Regions from separate parts of the Muntiacus reevesi genome. Here regions 1 and 2 are each linked to region 3. A link is a contact called in public Hi-C data. All regions are on one chromosome and are shown on one strand. The core of a region is the stretch at or near the end of the contact, and the rest is flanking DNA. Distances in the headings are between cores, read along the strand shown. Region 1 holds the start of TSG101 (tumor susceptibility 101). Region 2 holds the start of SPTY2D1 (SPT2 chromatin protein domain containing 1). Region 3 holds the start of HPS5 (HPS5 biogenesis of lysosomal organelles complex 2 subunit 2).

The links. Hi-C and Micro-C count contacts between places; a contact is called where the count stands out from the background.
Region 1: a contact with region 3 is called in a Hi-C map of muscle, with 4 times the contacts expected there. The contact joins the promoter of TSG101 here to the promoter of HPS5 in region 3. A contact is called at or near these places in 2 of 3 Hi-C or Micro-C datasets (blood and muscle).
Region 2: a Hi-C map of muscle shows a contact between it and region 3, with 7 times the contacts expected there. The contact joins the promoter of SPTY2D1 here to the promoter of HPS5 in region 3. A contact is called at or near these places in 2 of 3 Hi-C or Micro-C datasets (blood and muscle).

Annotation. Positions count from the first base shown.
Region 1 is chr5:25,267,736-25,270,639 of mMunRee1.1, reverse strand. TSG101 (tumor susceptibility 101) reads right to left here and starts at 1,410. Exons shown (of 9, transcript XM_065937269.1): 1 at 1,253-1,410. The coding sequence starts at 1,294. It also overlaps the pseudogene LOC136169211.
Region 2 is chr5:25,175,809-25,179,180 of mMunRee1.1, reverse strand. SPTY2D1 (SPT2 chromatin protein domain containing 1) reads right to left here and starts at 1,663. Exons shown (of 6, transcript XM_065937260.1): 1 at 1,459-1,663. The coding sequence starts at 1,518.
Region 3 is chr5:25,424,109-25,427,297 of mMunRee1.1, reverse strand. HPS5 (HPS5 biogenesis of lysosomal organelles complex 2 subunit 2) reads right to left here and starts at 1,354. Exons shown (of 23, transcript XM_065937279.1): 1 at 1,233-1,354. GTF2H1 (general transcription factor IIH subunit 1) reads left to right here and starts at 1,676. Exons shown (of 15, transcript XM_065937280.1): 1 at 1,676-1,829.

The DNA of each region.
Region 1 (2,904 bases), core at 161-2,660, 160 kb after region 3:
ATAGATCCAGGCCACAGCTTTCTAAGGCTCCCTAAAACTTCCTCTGCAATTAAAGGTAAGTTTACTCTATCAAAAGAAAATCAACTATATTTTAATTAGAAAAAAAGAAAGAAAATCAGAAGCCTAGAAGATATGATTAGAAAAATCAAAGAGTAGCTTTATTTCAAAAACCATCAATTTCTCCTTAGAGATTATTTGCTCTTCAATCAAAGACTATAGGGATGATTTTACTGGGCGAAAAAGTATATTTTCAGAGAAATAAGTTTACACATAATAATGTGTTTTAATAATACTGAAAGTTGTTTTAAACTATTTCACTTTCTACCACTCTTATTTTGACAAAAGTATCTAAAGCTAAACCTGTTTAACTGGAGAATATTCAACTCTCAACCATTTCACATACATCTTATTCCCATTAATTAGCTTTGATAAATTGAAAAAATAACACAAAGCAACAAACAAAGCAAAAAGCACCCAATTCACTCTGGTATCAGGTGCCATATTTTTAGTTGTTAAACTAATTCACAGCTTTAAATACAAAATGCCTACAGACTTTTTTAAAAAAGGGAAAAAACCAAAAAACAAACCCACACCAGTCTTGAACTATTTAGATTAAAAATTTCAAAGTAAATAAACTGGCTTTATAAGCAACATAAAATTAAAAGGGAGTCACTCTGAGCAAATCAAACACCCTGGAATGATAATGGAATTCTATTTCACCCGAGGTAATGAGCTTCTCAGGACGTTTCCATTTATAATTGAGCCAATTCAACCAACCGCGGGGTGGGCTATTGAGCTGCGTGAGGAATACAAACTGAAAAGGACACCACCTCAGGAAGCTGGGAGGGAAGGGCGAATAAGAATGAAGAGCCCTGCATTGGGACATGAAGGAAGGGGTGCCCAAGACCGAGTTTTAAGTACAACCCCCTCCTTCTGTTGATGAAAACTATGTTGCCCCACAGACTGCTCCAAACTCTCTCCCCGAAAAGAGGAGGGCGGGCGGCAGGTGGCAGGCGGCAGGCGGCCTCGGCTCCGCTCCATTGTTGACCGTCGCCGCCCCCCGTCGGCCCCGGCCCGGGGACTCCGGCCCCGGGCGACAGGCATCCTGGCGCGGGCGGCAGCATAGGTGGCCAAGGGGAGGCCCGGGACTTCGGGCCGGCCTGGGGGGCTCGTTGGGCTGGTCGGGCAGGCCCTGGCGGCGCGGGGGGGAGTGGTGGGTGTGCGCCGAGAGGAGAGCGCGCCGCAGCCTCACCTTAGACACCATTTTCTTGAGCTGGCTCTCCGACCCCGCCATGGCCGCCGCCTCGCGACTCCAGTCCCTGCAGGCAGAGGGTCAGCCGCTCCGGGGCCGCCCCAGGCCGCCCCACACAACCGCACACAGACGAGCCAGCCCCCCACCCCCCCGCCTCTAGCAACAGGAAGTCTGCCTCCACGCCAGCGCTTCCGCTTCCCTTACGTCACTTCCGAGGTCGGCCGTGGGTAGGGGTTGACGGCCTAGGTCAGGTCCGGGGAATCCCGTTCCGAGGGTAGAGTTGCTGAGCCGGGATAATAGGATCGGCAGCTCTTTCACAGTTGCCCTCACACTAAAAGAGCAGGTGCAGGGAGGGTAAAAAGTAGGATTGCCTTTCCGGTGAGGTTTAATGACTGATGCGTCAAGTGGGAAGACTGGACTGGAGTCAGAAAACTGTTCTGCCACTGCCTTAGCCTTCTGATAATTGCAGGCAAGTGCACGGCTGGCTCGGGCTTGTTTTTTCCAACTCCAAGAGGAAAGGCTTGCATTAGGCGATGCCCAGGGTCTCTCTGGTTGTCAGGTTGTTTTTCATTTTTAAGCTTCATATTACATTCACAAGGGCAAAGTGCAGAGATCTCATTTCACAGGAAGTCAGGCAGTAATTTCTTTACAAGAGACCATTCACTTAGGTCAGAATTCCACTGTGCCCGACATGGATGATAATACAGGCTAACTTCTTCCTTAGACTTGTTGTGTGTACCAGCCTGTCCACTATCAAAATCCAAGTCTTTGAAATCAGGCTCAGCTTCAGATCCTCATGGTCTTGTACAGTGCAAGAGTAGGTACTCTTTTTTTTTTTTTTTTTGAAATTTGACAGAATTTTTATTTTACAGCACCCTAATATTGATGAAAGTGAACAGGCAGTTGAAAATGGTGCTCTGAAGTTCTGACATGATACTTAACAGCTCTCAGTTGCTAGGTTACAAGCAATGTGTACACAGATGGAAATGAACAATATAAAAAATGTAGGTAGATAGGAAATTCATATTTTATTTCTCCACTGACATATTTACAGTTGAATATAAATTAAAAGCCTGCTTGCACACCAAACCCAGGTCCTTTTGGTGGTTCAGTCAAAGAGGTAAGACCTCCAGCTGGCTCACAGGAGAAGCGTCCACTCTTTGGCCCAGGTTTTGGGATTTTGCCAGCCTTGAGTTTATCAATAATTTCTTCAATATCCTTAGGTGTCAGATCCTCATAGTAGTTGTCATTTATTTGAACCATTGGTGCATTTACACAGACCCCTAAACATTCCACTTATATAAGAGTGAAAAGTTTGTCAGGTGTAGTCTCCAACCTTTATTCCAAGTTTTTTCTGAACGGCCTCCAGTATCCTGTTGGGAGTTTCGAAGCATGCAAGGCGTAGTAGTGCAGACTTGATATGTGCTATAACTGGCTTTCGATTATACATTATATAAAAAGTTGCTACTTCATACACTCTCATTGGAGGTGCTTGTAAAATTTCTGCAACCTTGTTCATAGCAGAGATGGGCAGCCAGCCATTCTGTTTCTGGGCTAAATCCAGAACTGGAAGCACAGCTGCTGCCTTAGGACCTTCTGGGAAGTTTTTCAAAATGGCCTCTATCCTCTTACAGTTTTCTGGTGTGAAATCA
Region 2 (3,372 bases), core at 414-2,913, 250 kb after region 3:
AAATTGTAAATGACCTCACCAATTTACCCATTTTCCTTTTTGCTTCCAATCTCTGTTATTCCAATCGTAGATCAATAATGTATATATTCGAAATACAGACATATTTTGAAATCTCCCACTCTAGAAATATGTACTTCTCTGTCAGCAATCTCTGGTTTTTAGAATAAGAAACAACTAACTTGGTTCTGATTCTTCCACAGGATAGTCCTGGGCATCAGGGCAAGTATTATCTTTCTTTGACCTCCACTGAAATTGAGGAGAATGTAGAAAGAAATATGTACCTAATTATGCAAAGATGAATGCTACTAGGTCCAATATTGACTTGTCTAGGAAATTTACAGAGACAGAAAATAAGGTTTCATAATTTCAAGGTCGTTCAAAGTATTTGAGATGGGATGTGAATACATATAATAAACTGATCAATATCGGTTTTATTAACCAGTTATTTTTACATCAATATCTTCAAAAGAGTAAAAGAATGAGCACAAGAGAGGGAAAAAATATTGCAAATATACAAAAATCTAAGAAATGCAGAACACATCATGAGAGCTCAATATGATCTAGTTGAACTGACTTAAAAAGAGCGCCGTTTGAGCTCCACACCTCAACGCTCAAACCGCAGGTATCACAATGCAATTTATCGGTTTACAGCTGAGGCTGTGGTACCATCTGAGGATCTCGAAATGATTAGTTTATGCAAAACAGCTACACCCTCGCAAACGAGGCCCTCACCACCACTACCGCATTTAGATACTAAAGTTTTACACCGCTCAGCGAATTAGCAAACCTCACAGAGTAACTGGGACCTAGATTTCAAACAACAAATCTGGAAGACCACAAGTAAACGGAAGCTGAAACTATTTCTCTCATCCTGTTGGCCAAAATTTCGTGGAATCCACTCACACTCCCTTCCTAGGGAGGTGATAATTCAATCACCTGGTTGGCTGAGTGGGTGGGGGACACAAGTCAAAAAATCTTGTTCGGGAAATCACAAAACGTTTGACTCAAAGATCAGCGGAAAATCAGCTCAGAAACTATCAGGCCAAGCCCCTAATATTCCTGAACTCCCCAAGCTCTGGGTTGAAGTTTATGCCGAAGCTATAAACTACGAGCATTAGATTCCACTACGTGCCAGGCACGGCTCTACTCACCAGCTTTCACGCAACTCTAAAATATCCTAAACGCAAAGTTCAAGTAGTAGGGGTAACTAAGCCGAAACAAACCAAATCAGCTCGTCAGCACGCTCCCGCTTGCTTATTTCAAGCCCCCATTAACTTCAACCCCCAGTACCCAGAAGTACATGTCCAAAAGGAAAAAGAAAAAAAAAAAAAAAAAACAACGGAGTCCAGATCTTTCTTTTCCTGGAGCCGATGTGCTGATTCCTGGAAGTTCCGAGGACCACACACTCGGAACTTGAAGACCAGGATCTCCTACAGTCGCCCCCCGGCTGGTACTTACCGGCACGTTGTTGACACCCTGCGCTTTGGAAGCTATCAGGAGAATTTCCCTAAAGTCCATTCTGGTCGAGGAGGAGGACTGGGCCAGCCTCTCGGAGAGGAGGGAAAGCGCGCCTTACCGAGGCGACCAGCAACAGCCTAATGATCTGTCTGGCCAGCCTCTCTCCCACCCCTCCCCTGCACGACCACTTCCGGCGCTCTCCAATGCCGTCTGCCCGCCCACTTTCCTCCAGAGGCCAGTATCCTTTCAGGCCCGCCGCTTCCCTCGCGAGTCTTTGGCGTAACTTCCGCTTTCAGGCTCGAGACACGTAGAAACGTGGTACGTGGCTGCTGGCGTCGGCTCGAAGGGGCGGGACTAAGCCCTTCCCGCACCAAGGAGACTCGACCTGTAAACTGGGGGGCGTGGCCAAGGGAAAGCCGTTTAGCTGGAGGCGTTGGCGCAAGGCCTGTTTCCGTGCTCCGTGTGCGCTCTCGGGCACGAGAGCGAGGGGTTGAGGCGTTATCTACGGGTTGTCTGAGTGTCACGGTTGGACGCTCAGGTCCGAGAAGGCGGTACCTCAACAGCAGAACCGACAGGTCTCGAGCAGGGGATTACAGTTAGGCGTTTGTAGGCGCTCGCCAGGCTGCGCAGATGCGAACGACACCGACTGGTCCCCTGTCCTGGGAACGCTTGACTCTTCGCATCCCGGCATAGGGTGTATGCTCACCTCCTACACAGATGCACGCGCGTGATGTACAGAGGCTTCTGTACATCTTACTGTACAGCTTACTGCTTTTGCTTCATTTTCGATAATAAGCCCCAAGTAGGGCATCCAGCTGTGCTTTGTGTAGTGGCTGAATGGAGAAATTTCTCACAGACCCAGCCTGGATATATTTGGTGCACTGATCAAAATGTACATATATGCCCCAATTCCACATTTGTTGGGAGTCCAGTCCTGGCTTCCTCTTAAGGGTTATTTGGGGTCTGTAAGGTCATTTCTAATTAGTGTAAAATACACTAATTAGACAGACTGGCTGTGGTTAAGAATAGGCGGGAATCCACCGCAGCCAAGCAGTAGGGATCTTCCGGTGCGATGAAATTGCTCCAAAACTGGTTAATACTGATGGCTGGATGTTTTTACTAATCATCGTACTCTGAAAACAAATCAGTTTGACAGTGTAAATTATCTCAATAGGGCTTCTCTGGTGGTGGTATATTCGTTAAAAATATGACTGCCAATGCAGGGGACAGGGGTTGGATCCCTGGTCTAGGAAGATCCGACCTGCCACTGAGCAACTGAGCCTGTGCTGTATAAACTGTGTTCCGCAACAAGCAATGAGAAACTTGCGCACCTGCAAGGAAGAGTAAGCCCCTGCTCACTGCAACTATTGAAAGCCGGTGGGCAGCAGTGAAGACTCAGAATAGCCATAAATAAATCTTTTTTAAAATCATCTCAATAAAGCTGCTTAAAAGTATTAGGCAAAGCGTCTCTATCTTCTTCCAATCTCCGCTTTAAGGCTGAGGTGTGGCCCTGACTACATTTCCATGTTTAAGTTTGCCCAAACAACAGGAGATTAAATCTTTGTCCAATGGCAGAACTGTAGTTGGCAACGTTTTTATTCCATCTGGGAGTCCAGCATAGCCCACGGTAGCCTATGCCATCTTATTGTTCAGTGGATAAGTCGTGTCTAATTCTTTGTGACCCCCATGGACTGCAGTGCAGCAGGCTTCCTTGTCCTTCACCATCTCCCAGAGCTTGCTCAAACTCATATCCATCGAGTTGGTGATGCCATCCATCCATCTCATCCTCTGTCGCACCCCCCTCCCTGCCCATTTTTCCTCATGCTCTCAATCTTTCCCAGCATCAGGGTCTTTTCCAGTGAGTTGGCTCTTTGCATCAGGTCGCCAAAGTATTGGAATTTCACCATCAGTCCT
Region 3 (3,189 bases), core at 105-2,604:
TACAAATGTTTCATTCTATAAGCTTTCTGTGCCTCCATGGTTTAATATATGCTGTTTCTGGACTCTTCCTCCACAGAAAAAACCCGTCTCTCCACAAAACTGAGTTTAACTATTACTTCTGTCACAGTTAGCCAAGCAAAACACTAAGCAGAGGGTGGTCATAAATGCTTACCAAAGACAATGAAAAAACCTTCTGAAGAGTTGGTTTACTAAAAGGTCACAGAGCTCATAAGCAGAGGTGAGACTAAAACCCACTAATCCTGAGTCCAAATCTAATTACCTTTTCATTTCCCCTATTGCTTGATGGCAACATAAAAGAGCAATATGATCAAAAAAAAGGTTTTTCTCTTGGCCTAGTACTCATTTTACTGAACCAGTGTTTGCTGTGTGAAAACCCAATGCAAATCACAGCGTTCTCTTTTCCCCACTACCTAGTGAAAGGAAGAAGAGGCAAGAGAGAGAAAAAAAGGAAGAAAAATTAAACATATTATGCCAAGAGGAAGTTGGGGATTCCCTCATAATGGGATCTTTCTATAAAGAAGGCTGAACGCCAAAGAACTGATGCCTTTCGAACCGTGGTGCTGTAAAACACTCAAGAGTCCATTGGACAGCCAGGAGATCAAACCAGTCAATCCTAAAGGAAATCAACAGTAAGTATTCTTTAGAAGCAGTGATGCTGAAGTTGAAGCTCCAATACCTTGGCCACCTGATGCGAAGAGCCGACTCTTGGGAAATGACCCTGACCCTGGGAAAGACTGAGGGCAGGAGAAGGGGCGACAGAGGATGAGAAGGTTGGATAGCATCAATGACTCAAGGGACATGAGTTTGAGCTAACTCTGGGACACAGTGGAGGACAGCGAAGCCTGGCGTGCTGCAGCCCATGGGGTCGCAAAGTCGGACACGACTGAGTGACTGAACAACAACCCAATAAGAGAACTCCTCTCTACTTTAGACCAAGAAATGGCGACTCACTCACTCATGCACTCAACATGCCTCGCACGCACCACTGCAGACATCTGACCACAAGCTCCCTGCCTAGCGGAACCCCTAACTTAACAGCAGTTAACTTTAATACTACATTCAGATCTCTTGAAAGAAGTCGCGATAATCAAGTTTTCAAAGCCAGGCTCACAGCCTGTAGATCTCAGCCCCTCTCCCCCACCTCTAGGCCAGCAGCCCCCAACTTTCTGTGGTTCACAGCCTCTCTCCCGGTTAGGCGCCCGCACACTCACCCAGCGCTAAGAGCCGCACCTGAGCTTCAGTCTTCCCTCCTACTCCTCCCCTCCCAGGCGTACGTCATCCCGGAGCGCCGGGGACGCCGGGACAAAGCTGTTAACGGTACTTCCTCGTCATGTGATGGGTTACGCCCTGCTTGCGCGTGGTCCCTCCCCCTCCGGCCGCGGTCGCGATTACGCTCTCTGCGGCCTGCCTGCTGCCGGCCGAAGACGCAACGCCGAACGGGACCGGAGGAGCCCTAGGCCAAAGGGGTGAGACAGCCAAGTTCCTGGGACCTTTCACCGCCTAAAGCCGGCGAGAATAAATGAAGCAGGCGGGCACCGGCGGAGGAGGGAGGGAACTAGCGGAAGGTGTCATGGCGGCCGCGCTCTGGGGTCACGTGCCCCGCAGGCCCGCCTTGGTACTTCCGGTCACGTGCCCTCAGAGTTCTCGCAGCCAGCGATGGAGGCGAGACCCCCTGGTAACAGAGGCGGTGGCGGCGGCGGCGGCTACTGGGTTTCAGCCTCTTTCCCGCAGCATCTTTAAGAAGCTCAGCGGAACTCGACTCGACCCAGCGCAGTAACTTACTCCCTGCCCAGGGCTGTCTCCCACTGGTAAGTTTAGACCGAAAAATGGGGGTGGACGGGTGGGTGATGAGCTGACAGGCCTGGGGGCCGCAAGACGGCACGGAATCTGCCCCTTTTTCCTGTATCCCTGTCGCCGTTGCTGCAATTCCCAATTCTGCTGTCTTGGTTAGCCCTTTATTATTCTGAATAGAGGAAGAGGCGACCCCTAATCTCCTTGTCTATAGGAAGCCAACCCCTCCACTGAAAGCAAGGACTCAAAGATGTACCCAAAGCTGGGATGAGACTTGGCTCATGAGGGTGAAGGACGTGGAAGCCTCTCTCTGGCTGAGGAGCCCTTCCCGTTAGAGAAACTGCTATTGAGTCTTTCGGTTTCTGTAAGGGAAAAGCTTTCATCTTAGTTCCACGCACCTTTTGCTTCGCTTGTCAATCCTGTCCCTCTTACAACGACCTTAACACCTGTGCCAGTTCACCCCACCCCCGCCACTCACACACCAAGTTTTGATCTATGCCCAACTTGATCATGTTTAAGCACCAACACATGGAAATATATAATTTATTTTAGAAATTCCCCAAGGCTAAATTGTGTAAGGAAGTGTTTTCGGTTGACTCTTAAACACCTGTTTTAGGGTCTATAAAATGAGGGGGGAGGGGGACGGGAGGAAAGAGATAAAAACTTAACCTTTTGCCCATTAGCAGACCCAGTTTTAAAAACATACCAAAACTGTGTGGTTTAAAGTATACCTTGCAGTAAGTACTGACTCCATAAGGAAGTGGAACAATTTTTCCTCGTGAATTCTTATCAGAAACCCCAGACGTATAAAGCAGCATGCTGTGGTGGAATTGCATTTGGGAGCACCCATCCTACCCACTCAGCCTCCCCTCTTGGAACACAGCTTGAAAATCACTGAACTCGACTTTGGTAACTAAAGCAAGGTTGCCAACCCTAAGGGAGATTTTGAAAAATCAAAGATAGAAAAATGAGATGGAGGTCGCAGCAGAGGGAAGGGTAACCTCAGGCTTATGGCATACAAAAGGAGTAGACTCCAGAAGGAATTTTGTACCTTTTAGCAGACCAAAATCCCTGGTTTGGAAAAGGGGGAGATAATTTGGAGCCATTAAACCTGTTCTGCTACTCTGAACCAACACTTAGCAGTGCAGCAGATTGAAAGATTTGAGTCTCTTCTGGGTGATATTAATAATAAATACGTATGGTAGTGTTCATGTGGGAAAAAAAATCCACACAAGTGCAGAGAGAGCTGTTTAAAAATACTAGAAAGGTTGATGCAAAGAGAGGAATTGGTTAAAAACAGTGCACCAGACGATCGCCTTCAGTCAGTTGTGGCTGCTGCTTATACCTCCTGCTCTAAAGGCTCATATCTTCTTCCTG